2 separate regions of the Mus musculus genome follow, and region 2 is linked to region 1. The links are chromatin contacts, called in public Hi-C maps. All regions are on one chromosome and are shown on one strand. Each heading gives the region's core, a stretch centred on a gene start, on an enhancer-like site or on the middle of the called end of the contact. The rest is flanking DNA. Distances are from core to core; before and after follow the strand shown. Region 1 overlaps Frmd4b (FERM domain containing 4B). Region 2 overlaps Gm46970 (a long non-coding RNA gene).

Region 1 (6,171 bases), core at 2,107-4,606:
AGCCTTTCTACCTGACCTAAGAGATTTGAGGAGATCTGGGTGGTAAGGAACCGAAAGGCAATCCCATACAGTGCAGAAGGGATCTATGTGGGGTCAGATTAAAAGTAACAGGAAACAACTATGGCAAAAGAGCAAACTCCCGGCTGTTTTGGTTTTGTTTTAGCTGATGTTTGGAATACAGAAACACTTGAAAAGGAAGTAGCAAGCTTCTTATTTCCCCTCCTTCTTCTGGTTCCCTACTGGCTTTTCCTGAGACTCAGCAGAAGAGACCTTGCTTCATAAAGGTGGTTTCTCGAGGTTTGAGGTGGTATGACCCAGGCAAGGTCAAAACTGCTATCTGGATGAGGGTAGAGTCAGCTCTCTGGCCAGGTCCAGGGCTCCCACGGTTCTATCTCTGAGAGGACATGGCGAGGGAGTGATACCTTCTAAATGTGGACTGGACCTCTCTGCTTTCCGATGTCCAATCTCTTCCCAAACAAAACACCCAGAAACTAACTTCGCTCCCATTGAGAAAGACAGATCTATGATGGTTAATATTGTCAACAGGTTTCATTTCACAATCTTCTAAGTATGCCTGTGAGGGGGCCTAGATGAGTTAACTGAGGTTGGGAGACCCGTCTTAAATGTTGCTGGCACCATCTCATGGGTTGAGGTCCTGGACTGAATAAGAAAGCCAGCTGAAGATGCTGGCAAGAATGTGGAGAAAGAGGAATACTCCCCCATTGTTGGTGGGATTGCAAGCTTGTACAACAACTCTGGAAATCAGTCTGGCGGTTCCTCAGAAAATTGGACATAGTACTACCGGAGGATCCAGCAATACCTCTCCTGGGCATATATCCAGAAGATGTTCCAACCGGTAAGAAGGACACATGCTCCACTATGTTCATAGCAGCCTTATTTATAATAGCCAGAAGCTGGAAAGAACCCAGATGCCCCTCAACAGAGGAATGGATACAGAAAATGTGGTACATTTACACAATGGAGTACTACTCAGCTATTAAGAAGAATGAATTCACGAAATTCCTAGGCAAATGGTTGGACCTGGAGGGCATCATCCTGAGTGAGGTAACTCAATCACAAAAGAACTCACATGATATGTACTCACTGATAAGTGGATATTAGCCCAGAAACTTAGAATACCCAAGATATAAGATACAATTTGCGAAACACAGGAAACTGAAGAAGAACGAAGACCAAAGTGTGGACACTTTGCCCCTTCTTAGAATTGGGAACAAAACACCCATGGAAGGAGTTACAGAGACAAAGTTTGGAGCTGAGACGAAAGGATGGACCATCTAGAGACTGCCATATCCGGGGATCCATCTCATAATCAGCCTCCAAACGCTGACACCATTGCATACACTAGCAAGATTTTGCTGAAAGGACCCTGATATAGCTGTCTCTTGTGCGACTATGCCGGGGCCTAGCAAACACAGAAGTGGATACTCACAGTCAGCTATTCGATAGATCACAGGGCCCCCAATGGAGGAGCTAGAGAAAGTACCCAAGGAACTAAAGGGATCTGCAACCCTATAGGTGGAACAACAATATGAACTAACCAGTACCCCCCGGAGCTCGTGTCTCTAGCTGCATATGTATCAGAAGATGATCTAGTTGGCCATCAGTGGAAAGAGAGGCCCATTGGACACACAAACTTTATCTGCCTCAGTACAGGGGAACGCCAGGGCCAAGAAGTGGGAGTGGGTGGGGGGGGGAACTTTTGGGATAGCACTGGACATGTAAATGAAGAAAATGCCTAATAAAAAATTTGCAGCCCCCCCAAAAGAAAGACAGTTGAGCCCCAGCTTTCCTCCTCCTACCCCCCACCCCCATCTCTGACTATGGATACAATGTAACCAGCAGCATCAAGCTCTGTCTGCCATGACTTTTGGCTACAGCAGATTGAGCTGTGAGACAGAATCAACACTTCCTTCTATCAGTTGCATTTGTCAGTTATCTTGCCCACAGTGATAAGAAGAGATGCTAACCCAGGGCCCACCCCTTCTACTTTTCTTTGTGTCTCAGATCTCACCTCCAAGTCAGTGCATTCACACCAATCTCCTTTTCTTCCTTCACATCAAACCTTGGTTCTATCTTGGGGCATCACATATGCTGTTCTCTCTGGATGGAACGCCCTGCCCCCCATTCAGTTCATTCTCAGGTCCCTTCATGACTTTCAGATCTGAGATCAGGGGTCTGTTGCCTTCTTAGGATGCCTTCCCTGCTTCATCTAATGTGGAGCCTCCTCCACTCCATTGTGCTGTTCTGTGTGCCTAAGACCTACAGTTCTCATTTAGCTATATCTGTCAGCCTGCCTTCTACCACTAGATCTTAAGTTTCACAGCATGGGAGACCTTGACTCTGCTGTCCCTTATTGCTCCCCTAGGGCTTCGATCTAAAAAGAGGGTCTCCGAAAATCTTCTGACTGAGGGCTGGGAGTAACATGCTTCTAAGAAACTCATGCAAGTCTGAAGACTTGAATAAGGACCCCCAGATCCCATGTAGAGCTGGATGCAATAGAACATACATCTGTGATCCCAGGGTATCTATGGAGAGATGATTGATGGAAACTGAAGAGTCCCTGGGAACTTGCTGGCCAGCTAGCCTGGCATATGAAGTAGCGAGCGAAATGAGATCCTGCTTCAGAACCAAGTAGAAGGCGAGGACAGATAACCAGGGTTGTCCTTTGGCCTCCACTGAGTGTCATGGCACCTGCTCAGGTCTTCCTAGTGAATGAGTTGAACCTAGATGCTAACACACATCCATAAACATTTACTTATACCAGTCGTTCTCAACCTCCCTAATGCTGTGACCCCTTAATACGGTGAGTGCCTCATGTTGTGGTGAGCCTCTCAACCATAAAATTATTTTCATTGGTATTTCGCAACTGTAATTTCACTACTGTTATGAATTGTAATATAAATATCTGTGTTCTCTGGTGGTCTTAGGTGACCCTTGTGAAAAGAGATGACCCTCGTTCGACCACCCCCAGGTTGAGAACTGCTGATTTATACTGATAGAGCGTGATCTAAAGAGAGGCTGTTCCAAGCAACTCCCAAGCCATGGCCCAGAAAACCTGACACACCAGGAAACAAAATTTCCAACCAGAGAGCAAGGTGAGCCATTAAACTCCACATCAGATGAGAGACTCTGGAGCGAGAAGGGGCTGGGGATGGGGATCTAGGCCAGTATTACTTTGAGACCTATTGAATGGATGGAGTTTTATATTTCACCCAGATGATGTCAATTCCAGCAGAACAGGGCCCTTTTATATCATCTCTGGGTGGTGACTGAGCGTGAGCTATTGACACTCTCATCCCGTGAATGGCCTGCACTGACACAGATGTCTCCAGAAAAGTCAGCTGTGATTTCTCCTTTAGTTCTCTCAAGACAGAGCCTGTCTTCCCAGCATGCAACTGCACTGTCTATGAAGCCCCGACTTAGCAGCACACAACTGGTGCACTCTTGTTGCCTGCTGCTAACCAGCCCCCTAAGTAGCAAGCGCAGCTACTCTGATTAGGCAGAGGCAAAGCAGAGTCCTGGAGGGGCTGCTCACACTGCTACAATGTGGGGTGGGATTCACAGGACCCTGGCAGAACCCTTGGGAGTGGATATGGTGAAAGAGACAGAGGTGAAGGAAGAAAAGCAGATTGCAACAAAGTTTTAAAAGGAGAAAAATGGATAGATGAGGGAGGAATGAAAAAAATGTGTGAGAATTCAGTTTGCTAAAGATGAATTTGAATGATGAGTGTGGCGGTGTATGTGTGTAATCCCAACAACTCAGGAGTCTGAGGCAGAAGTTCAAGGACAGCCTTGGCTAAATGAGACCGCTTGTCAGAGCAAACAAGAAAGGAAGAGAGGAAACTGAACCAGTGAATCGCTGCCGTAAGGAAATGTAACAAGAAGGAATGGCTAGGCTGGGTATCTCCTGAAGTCACTGCCTGAATTTACTCCTGGGTTTTACATCTCAATCCAGAAGGAATTCATCCATTCTGAGTGAGCAGCTTCCTGGCTCTATCCTGCTTCTACCCGAAGGTTGCAGGATGATCAGTTGTGCGGCCTCCTGGGCCTGAGTCCACATCAGCTTGGCTTGGGATTGAGTGCAGTGCACAATGCCATTCAAGCATTCATGCTGTCAATCATGTGCTCACACCTGCTCAAGCAGCAACATTCTGAGGAGAGTGGCACTATCAGTACAGTCAGTCAGTCAGTCAGTCAGTCAGTCAGTCAGTCAGTCAGATGGTTCCACAAGGGCAACTGCGAATGGAGCTTGTCCTAGGGTTCTGAGCCTCAGCACCATGGTCATTGCAGCAGCAAAATCTTTGGTGTCCTCTGTGATGTAGGACCACTGACCAGTAGTAAGTGGATACTTCCCACTACTGTGACACTAGATCCATCTCCAAACGTTGCTAAATGTCCGCTCCTGGACAGAATTATTCCTTTGGAGAAGAACTGCTTTAGAGACTAGGAGAGAAAGTCTGAGCAGTCAAACCAGTAAGAAGTTTTCAGTTCAGGCAAAGGGCTTAAGGCTCAGCAGGTCAAAGGGATGGTAACCAGGTCTGATGCCTGAGTTTGGTTCCGGAAACCCGCAAGATGGAAAGAGAGAAGATCTAAGTTGTCCTCTGACTTCCACAGATGTGTCCGGGAAACTGACATAACTACCTACCTACTGACTTACCTACCTACCTACCTACCTACCTAAACAGACAGACAGACAGACAGACAGACAGACAGACAGATAAAAGCAAAAAAAGAAAAAAGAAAAAAAAAAGGCAGGGGTGGGGCACTTGCAATCCAGCTGGCCAGAGAACCCAGCTCAGAGCGCAGCTAGAGCTCAATTTCCCTCTGCCCAGGAGGCCTGAGAAAGGAGGCTATGGATTGAGAGAATGTTTCCTTGTTCTTTGTTGTGGACAAGTGGCCACCAGCCGGGACTGAAAAGCTAACCTCTTTTCTGGGCATTAGCACGCAATTGCAAGCTCCTTTCTGCCTGGGGGAGGTTTGAAAAGGAAAGCCCACAAGGGAGGCTGATGGTTTAATTTCTAGATCTTGGATTCTGTGCACAGCTGGTTTGTTGTTGTTATATTGTGGTTTTAGCACCCATACCTTGGGGGAAGACAGTCCCTGGGGGTGGCATTTTCACAAGAGGTAATCCCTTCAAGATGGTAGCCTGATATTATAAGGCTGGCTGAAAATAAAAGAATAAAGTCATTGATCCTAGAGTGAGGGCATCCAGGAGATACCAGCCTGGTGCTGAGGAGCTGCAGATGGGATTTGCAGCCAGGAAGCTTGAGAGATAGCTCAGTGCATAAAGAGACCCAGGCATCTGTAATTCCCTCATCCTAACAGTGAAAGAGTGGAGGAGAGCCCTTAGGCTGCCTACCCTACGTACCTGGCTCAGAAGCTGGTTGGCCGAAAGAACAAGGAAGAAGCAGCTTCAGCCGCTCTCAAAAGTTGTCCTCTGACCAGCATACACACACCCCTACACACACACACAATCACACCACACACACACACACACACACACACACACACACACACACACACTTATTGCTGTTGTTTGAGCCAGGGCCCTATTCTGCTTAGGCTGGCCTGGTGTCAGTTCATTATGCAGCTCAGACTTTATTTTTCTGAGTGTTGGGACTCCTGAGTGCTGGGATTTCAGGTGTGTGCCACTGTGCCTGGTTTCTTGTACTTCTTTGCTGTACTTGTTGACATTGGGAATTAAAAAGGCAGGGTGCTGCTCATGCTAAGCCCAAACTCCACCCCTAGACTTCCAGCCTTTCCTGTTTAGCTTTGTCCCCCTTGTATTCAAACCAAGCCAATCTCAAAGGAACAAAGGGTAACCATACAAAGTGGAGGACACCACCGGCCTTTACCCCATTGCAGGGAGTTCTCTGGTCAGTAGACGTGATTCAGTAACTATACTGCTAACCTTAAATGCTTAGATTGCTTAAATAGCTTGTTCTCCCCTTCTACCCAACTCTCAAAATTTCTTTTGGAATATTAAGATGTCAAACAGGCTTATTCAAGTCGAAAATCAACCCATTAGTCAAACCCTGGAGAGGGCAGCAATCCAATATCTGGGTTTAATGCCTTTCTTATTTCCTTGTCATAATCAATAAACTAACTCAGAACCACTCACTGTTCAGGGATGAGGGCAAAGCTCAGCAG
Region 2 (6,171 bases), core at 1,022-3,521, 71 kb after region 1:
TACATTTAGAATTGACATTTAGAGAAGAAGCTGTGAAGTTTCACATTCAATTTTATACCTTTGGTATTGAGACTAGATTATTCATGTATCCACCACCCAAACCAAAGAATCAAAAAAAATCAATTTCTTTAATATTAAGGACAAAAAGCTTGGACCCTACTATTGGAAATATTAGAAATAGAAGGATCATGAATATCTTCATCTAGTATATATTGATTTGCTTTTATGAAGTTGCCAATAGTTAATCACCATAGCTTATGAATTAGGTATATCATCTTGTCAACATCATCATCATTATCATTTTCATCGACATCATCATCACCCCTGTTTTCCCAAAACTTTGTAAACCCAAAACTTAGTGAGAAATTAAGAGAGTGATGTTTTAGACCAGTGGTTCTCAACCTCCCTCATGCTGCTTTAATACAATTCCTCATGTGGTGACCCCAGACCATAAAATTATTTTGGTCGCTACTTCACAACTCTAGTTTTGCTAGTCATAAATCATACTGTAAATATCTGACACGCAGGATATCTTTTATGGGACGCCCACAGATTGAGTCAGATAGCTCAAACCCAAAATTCCACAGAGCCAGAAAGAAGGCACAAGAAAAGCCTTGTGACAGTCAGGGGTGCCTACCAAAAAGGACTGAAGCTGGGATCACCCTCTCGCCTGCTGGGTCCCTTGCTTATCACTAAGTCTACAGGGAAGCTGCACTCCATCAAGTTTGCAGGTGGGGCTGAGAGGAAGTCGAACTTGGCTTAGCAACCCACAGGAGGACCGTGGGTGCCCGTGTGCAGAAGCTGAAGTATCTCTGACAGAGCTCTTAGCTGCAAGTGAAGGAAACACAGCACTATCTAATTTAATAGAGAAAAATGTATCGACCGATAAGACCAGGCAAGGGATCAGGAGGGCAAAGGAAGCCTGTGGATGCCAAGAACCTACTTCTCTTTTGACTTGTTCCTGTTTTTGACTTGTTTTTGGTGTGTGTGTGTATATGTGTGTGTGTGTGTGTGTGTGTGTGTGTGTGTGTGTGTGTAATTTTGTTTTGTTTGGTCTTGCTGTGTGTAGTTTTGGTTTGCTTGGTTTTTTTTGTTTGTTTTTTTTTTTTTTTGATTTTGTTTTTTGTTTTTTGTTTTGCATCCGCATTCAGCCCCTTGAATGCGGTCTTTGCCGATTGTACTCACTCTGCTACAAGGTAAGCAGGATGAACAGTGTCACAAACTCATGCCCCCATTGGCTCAAACTCAGAGGGGAACCAGAGCAAGCTCCTTTCTGGCAGCTAGTAATTAAATCATGGGAGATGTGCTGACTGACAATCGTAATCATCTGATCCAGGTGAGGAAGGGGGACGTGTGTAGATGCAAGAACTGTTAGAGAGTACGGGAGTGTGGGGTGCTATGATTGACAGCCTCTTGAAGTACAACTTGATCAGTAGTAGTCTGGAGGGAATACTTGGCCCAGTCAAGCTTTCTTGTTCTCAGAAGGCACAGGGGTGCTGAGTGGCAGGAACAGCCAGCATCTTTCTTAGGGCCATTTCTTTGGAAACATAGGGATACCCCAGTGAAGGCAGTAAGCACCCCCAAACCTTGGCCTCCTTGCTCTGGGATACATCACAGCTTCTTGCTCATTCCTGTTTCTCTGTTCTTCCTTCCTTTGTACTGACAATGAAGCACCTCATGGTGATCTGCTCTCTGGCCTGGGTAAAAGGCTTGCTAGTGCCTTGGCATTCCACTGAAATATAATTTTATTTTAACCTTGTCCCTTTATGAACTGGACTTGCTCATATGCAGTATATTACTAGGAACAGTTTTTAAATTGATGTGACTTCAAATAATATGTTTGCATTTTCACTAACTTAGTTGTGTGGTACCTTGGGTATTATTAAGTCCTTCACTCTAATCCAAAGCAACAGCATTGACTCTCTCTCTCCTCCCTCTTCTTCCGCCTTCCCTTTTCCTCTTTATTGTCCCGAGATATATCAATAATATCACTTTCTTAATCTCATTGGGATCCCATGAACCCCAAAGCTTAAAACAGTATTTAGAAGGTCTCTGTTCCCTGGGAGAGCTTTTTTTTTTTTACCCTGTTTTCCATAAATTTAACACAAAAAGGCTTAAGGAGCCAAGAGCCAAAGGTGCCAAGAGTCAAAGCGTTTGCCAAGGTTGGCTTACGGCTTTTAAATGGCCAACGGCACACGCACAGTCTCTCTGGCTCGGCTTCTGCAGCTCCAGGTTCGATGAACAGTGGTTCTTGGAAAGCCCCACACTGGATTGCAGCCCACACACACGGTTTACAACTTGGTTGTCAGGATGCCAAACTGCACAGGGCTCCAACCTCCCCAGAGTTGCCGGCTGGGCTGGCTCCTCCCAGTTCTCCATCAAACTGCTAATGCTAGGAAGCGGGAGAGACTCTCCCAGTCCTGTAAATGGCTTCGCCTTATCTCCTTGGTAAAACACTTACTTGTGGAGAAAAAAAAAAAAAAAAAGAAACCAGAAACTGTGAAGCAAAGCCGCCTCCTCACTCACGACTTCCCTATCACCTCCCGCTCAAAGGAAGCTTGTTCAGCTGCTTATTGGCAGCAAATGCAGTCTGGGGCAGGTCCCCACAACAGCCGATGCGTGCCTGTGCAAACTAGCTCCTACCCATCGCCAAGAACTGCAGGTTCCAGAGCAAGTACCTGCACTTGTACATGAACATGTTGTTTGAGGGTATCTCTGAACTGTCTATGACGTGAATATGGTTTGTGGCAGATGAAGGTAACATAGATGACCAGACCCTACACAAAGCACACATAGGCATTTACCCTGTATTGGTGATTCTCAACCTTCCTAGTGCTGTGGCCCTTTAATGTAGTTCCTCCTGTTGTGGTGACCCTGAACCATAAAATTATTTGGTTGCTACTTCATAGCTTTAATTTTGCTACCATTATGAATTGTAATGCAAATATCTGATATTCAGGATACCTGGTATGTGACCCTTAGAGGTTGAGAACTACGCCCCTTATAAATCAGCAACAGGGGCCTGCTTACAAAAGGCTGTAAGAGTTAGCAGGAGAGAAAGAACATAAACACAGTCAGGGGCTCTACCAATGTAGCCATTTAGTAAAGCCAGTATTAGCTGAGTTTCTAGAACATTCTCAGTGGGGCTTAGTTTCTACGTGTTTCTCATGTTATGGGCACTTCATGGTAATGAGCCTACTTTTTAAAGGGAGGAATTTTTGTACAACATAGTCCCTAATTATATGACTCATAGTCTATATGGTATTGTACTAAAGAAGCAGAGAGAAAATTAGTTTCATCACCTTGACTTCACAAGGAATGCCATCTCAGGTAGGATGACACCCATTACATTTAATAGTCGTCTTACATGACTTTTCGGATCTGATAGCATCTCCTGGACGAGGGAGGGGGGATATTTTCCCACTCCTGTGCTGCAGCCAGTCAGAAGAAGGGCTGGGGCATGTGGCAGGCCAGCAGCATCTACCCTGGGTACAAGTGGAGGCTGGACAGTCACCTACCTCTTTTCCTTGCAAGTGGACATAACTGAGATGAAGTTCTTTCCTTTCCAAACATCAGGATTTTACTCCTGGCCATGGTAGGGCATGGGGAAGGTAGAGGTTGTAGTTGTATGACTGCAGAGTTACTGACCTAGATTAGGGGTCTACCTTTCTTCAAAGGCTCAGAATATTTTGGATCTTCCATAATTTAAAAAAAAAATGGTCTCAGTTGTAACCAGTCTACTACTGTGTCGGAAAAGCAGGTAGAGAAAATACTTACATACATGAACATGGCTACATGCCAATAACATTCATTTATCATTTAAAGGCTGTGGCTGACCCTGGACATGATTGTGAGAAACAGAGAGAGGAGATAAAACATGGAAGCAAGAAGAAGGTGAAATGAGGAGGACATTTTGGTATGGAAAGGGGCTTGGAGGCATCGCTGGCACATTCCTTTTGAAGTAACAGAACCATTCAGGATTGGAACTTAGAGTGTTCCTTTTGGCTAATGGTCTGCTGGACACTGCCGGGTGCAAAGGAGACACTGTACTCACCTGGAGTGGCTCAAGAGCCAAGGGCTCCAGAAGGCGCTGTCTTGTTCATGTGAGTGAAACTTCCCCCTATTGAGCAAGCCAAGGCCCTTGTTGAAAAGCAAACAGCCTCCATGATCAAATTCCATACAATCAACAGCACTTGGGACTGCATTCAATACAATCAACAGCACTTGGGGACTTGAACAGTTAAGAAAGGGCAGGGCTGTGATGGAATGAAATGTGTGTTTTGATTTTTTTTTTAAATGATGTAAAACAGGGAAATGAAATTCTCAAAGAAGCAGGGTTTATGGCACTACACAGGCGGGCCTGAGTAGGTGGATAAACAGGGGCAGCTGTTCTGAGAGGGAGGCCAGGGGCTGTGTGGGGTTCTGGCAGTAAGACCGAGCCACGCGTGAAGAGGACTTCAAGAAGGAAAGGCAGAAGATGGGAAGGCTGACTTCTTACCCCTGGAGCAGTGCTGTGAGTGTGTGACTGAAGAGAGACGCTGGTGAGAAGCTTAGGTGCCACCCACAAGCTCTAGCAAACCTAGGCCAAAATCCCACTTTGGTCTTCATATGCCTCATCACCTGAGGGAATTACTTCACCCCCATCAAGGCTCTGCCTTGCTATCTATGAAATACAGAGGGAAATTCCTCCTCCCTAAGACTGTTCATGAAGAGCATGTGCAGACTCGGAGGGACAGCCCCGGGGGAAATGACAGGCTGTCAGTAAAGGGCCCGGGGATCACCAGTCCACTACTTTAGCTGCTTCTGCAGGGACTGGGCTTTGGCTTATCGCTTCTTATTGGGGCAGAAGCCACAAAAGGAAGATGGAAGCAGGTTACTCGCAAATTCTGGCTTGATCTTTACCCTGGAGGCAGAGGTCTGAACTTCTTTTCTCACGTTGGGAAGGCAATCTGCTGGGCTATCGAGAAATTTCCAACAAGAATCCACCAAAATGGAAGCCAACTCAAGCAGAGAGGCGAGGACACAAGCCCCACGTGTCTGCGTGTACCATGGAAAGTTGCGATGAGGAGGGAGCAGGGAGTTTATGCTGTGTCACCAGCCTTTGAGAAGATGACATGAGGACAATAATGAGGTCCCCTTCTAGATAGCCGAAGGTCTCATCAGGTGGTTTAGTTGCCAGAAGCTTCCATCATCCTTCCTGATGTTCCCTTCTTAGTCTCCCCTCTCCTCAACTCCTCACTCTGGAAGGAATCTTGAATAGCACAAACCAGTTAGCACATCAGTGGCCCCGGACATAAGGCAATCCATCAGAGAGAATGTAAGGCCTATCACTTAGAATTCTGGGAGACCGGTCGATTTACTCTCTCTTCCCTGTTTAGGAACAAGTTACTACCGTGTTCGTGCTGTTATACAGGAGGACGATCTGGTCACAGCGATCACCTGCAGGAAATGCAAAGCAAAGGCAATCGGGGGACCGTTGTCAGCCTCTTGATCAAACTTTGTCTGAAGTAAGCAACTCAGTTTCGTGAGCCAATAACTATCTCTTACTGCTGAAGTCAGTGTAAACCATAGTTGCCTTCACTTTCAAAATCCCCAGAAGCTCCAGACAGTGCCCCCTCCCCCCAAACTCCACCCTTTCCTCAAAACGATCACATTTCCTGAAAACAAATGCTATTTCCCAGGACACAGAATAGACCTTGGCTTGCTGTCCTCAGGTTCTGTAGCAGAAGGGTAAAGGCCCATTTTTTGGTAGCTCTCCACCTTCTTCTCTGAGTACAATGTTTGTTCGTGACCACGTCCCTCCATCACGACAGCGCTTCGATGACAACTTACTGTCTACCGGGTTGAACTGAGGTGGAGTTCTTACAGCTTTGAAAACCAGGCAACCTCCATGTCATCCTGATGTCAAAGAGCGCATGTGTGGGTGAGCAGCCGAGGGCATCAAGGCGAGGCAGTCTAGGAGAATGTGAGCGTGTATGAGTGTGTGTAGCAGTGTGCAAGTCAGTGGGAATGCGTGTAGCACAGGAGGAGTCTGAGAGTTCCAGAGCATGTCCAGTGTACTCACCCTGTGAGGCAGTAGCCTCTGAGAAAATGCTGCCCCTAGGAGCAGACCACCAAACACATGCCCAAGAGAAAGGAAGCAGGTAGGGCCTAGAAATGACCATGGAGAAG

What was found. A called contact is a pair of places that touch in the nucleus more often than the background predicts.
Region 2: a contact with region 1 is called in a Hi-C map of cerebral cortex, with 2.1 times the contacts expected there. The contact joins two enhancer-like sites. A contact is called at or near these places in 2 of 39 promoter capture datasets (the 3T3-L1 cell line and the C10 cell line), 2 of 15 datasets of contacts at CTCF or cohesin (liver and pro-B cells), 63 of 484 Hi-C or Micro-C datasets (the 3T3-L1 cell line, B cells, CD4 single positive thymocytes and 43 more), 15 of 115 datasets of contacts at active chromatin or transcription factors (CD8 T cells, the HPC-7 cell line, bone marrow-derived dendritic cells and 10 more) and 3 of 9 other capture datasets (adipose tissue, liver and pancreatic islet).

Annotation. Positions count from the first base shown.
Region 1 is chr6:97,431,590-97,437,760 of GRCm38.p6, forward strand. All of the region lies in intron 1 of Frmd4b (FERM domain containing 4B), which reads right to left. Among named protein-coding and RNA genes, the nearest start is that of Frmd4b, 53 kb to the right of the region's middle. Within about 2 kb of position 3,357, at least 15 of the 459 cell types and tissues checked have an H3K27ac peak or open chromatin away from gene starts, as enhancers often do. A contact at or near this core is called in cerebral cortex, where this site is marked.
Region 2 is chr6:97,503,985-97,510,155 of GRCm38.p6, forward strand. Gm46970 (a long non-coding RNA gene) reads left to right here. Exons shown (of 5, transcript XR_003956336.1): 1 at 1-6,171. It also overlaps a transcript of Frmd4b not described here. Among named protein-coding and RNA genes, the nearest start is that of Gm46970, 11 kb to the left of the region's middle. Within about 2 kb of position 2,272, at least 81 of the 459 cell types and tissues checked have an H3K27ac peak or open chromatin away from gene starts, as enhancers often do. A contact at or near this core is called in cerebral cortex, where this site is marked.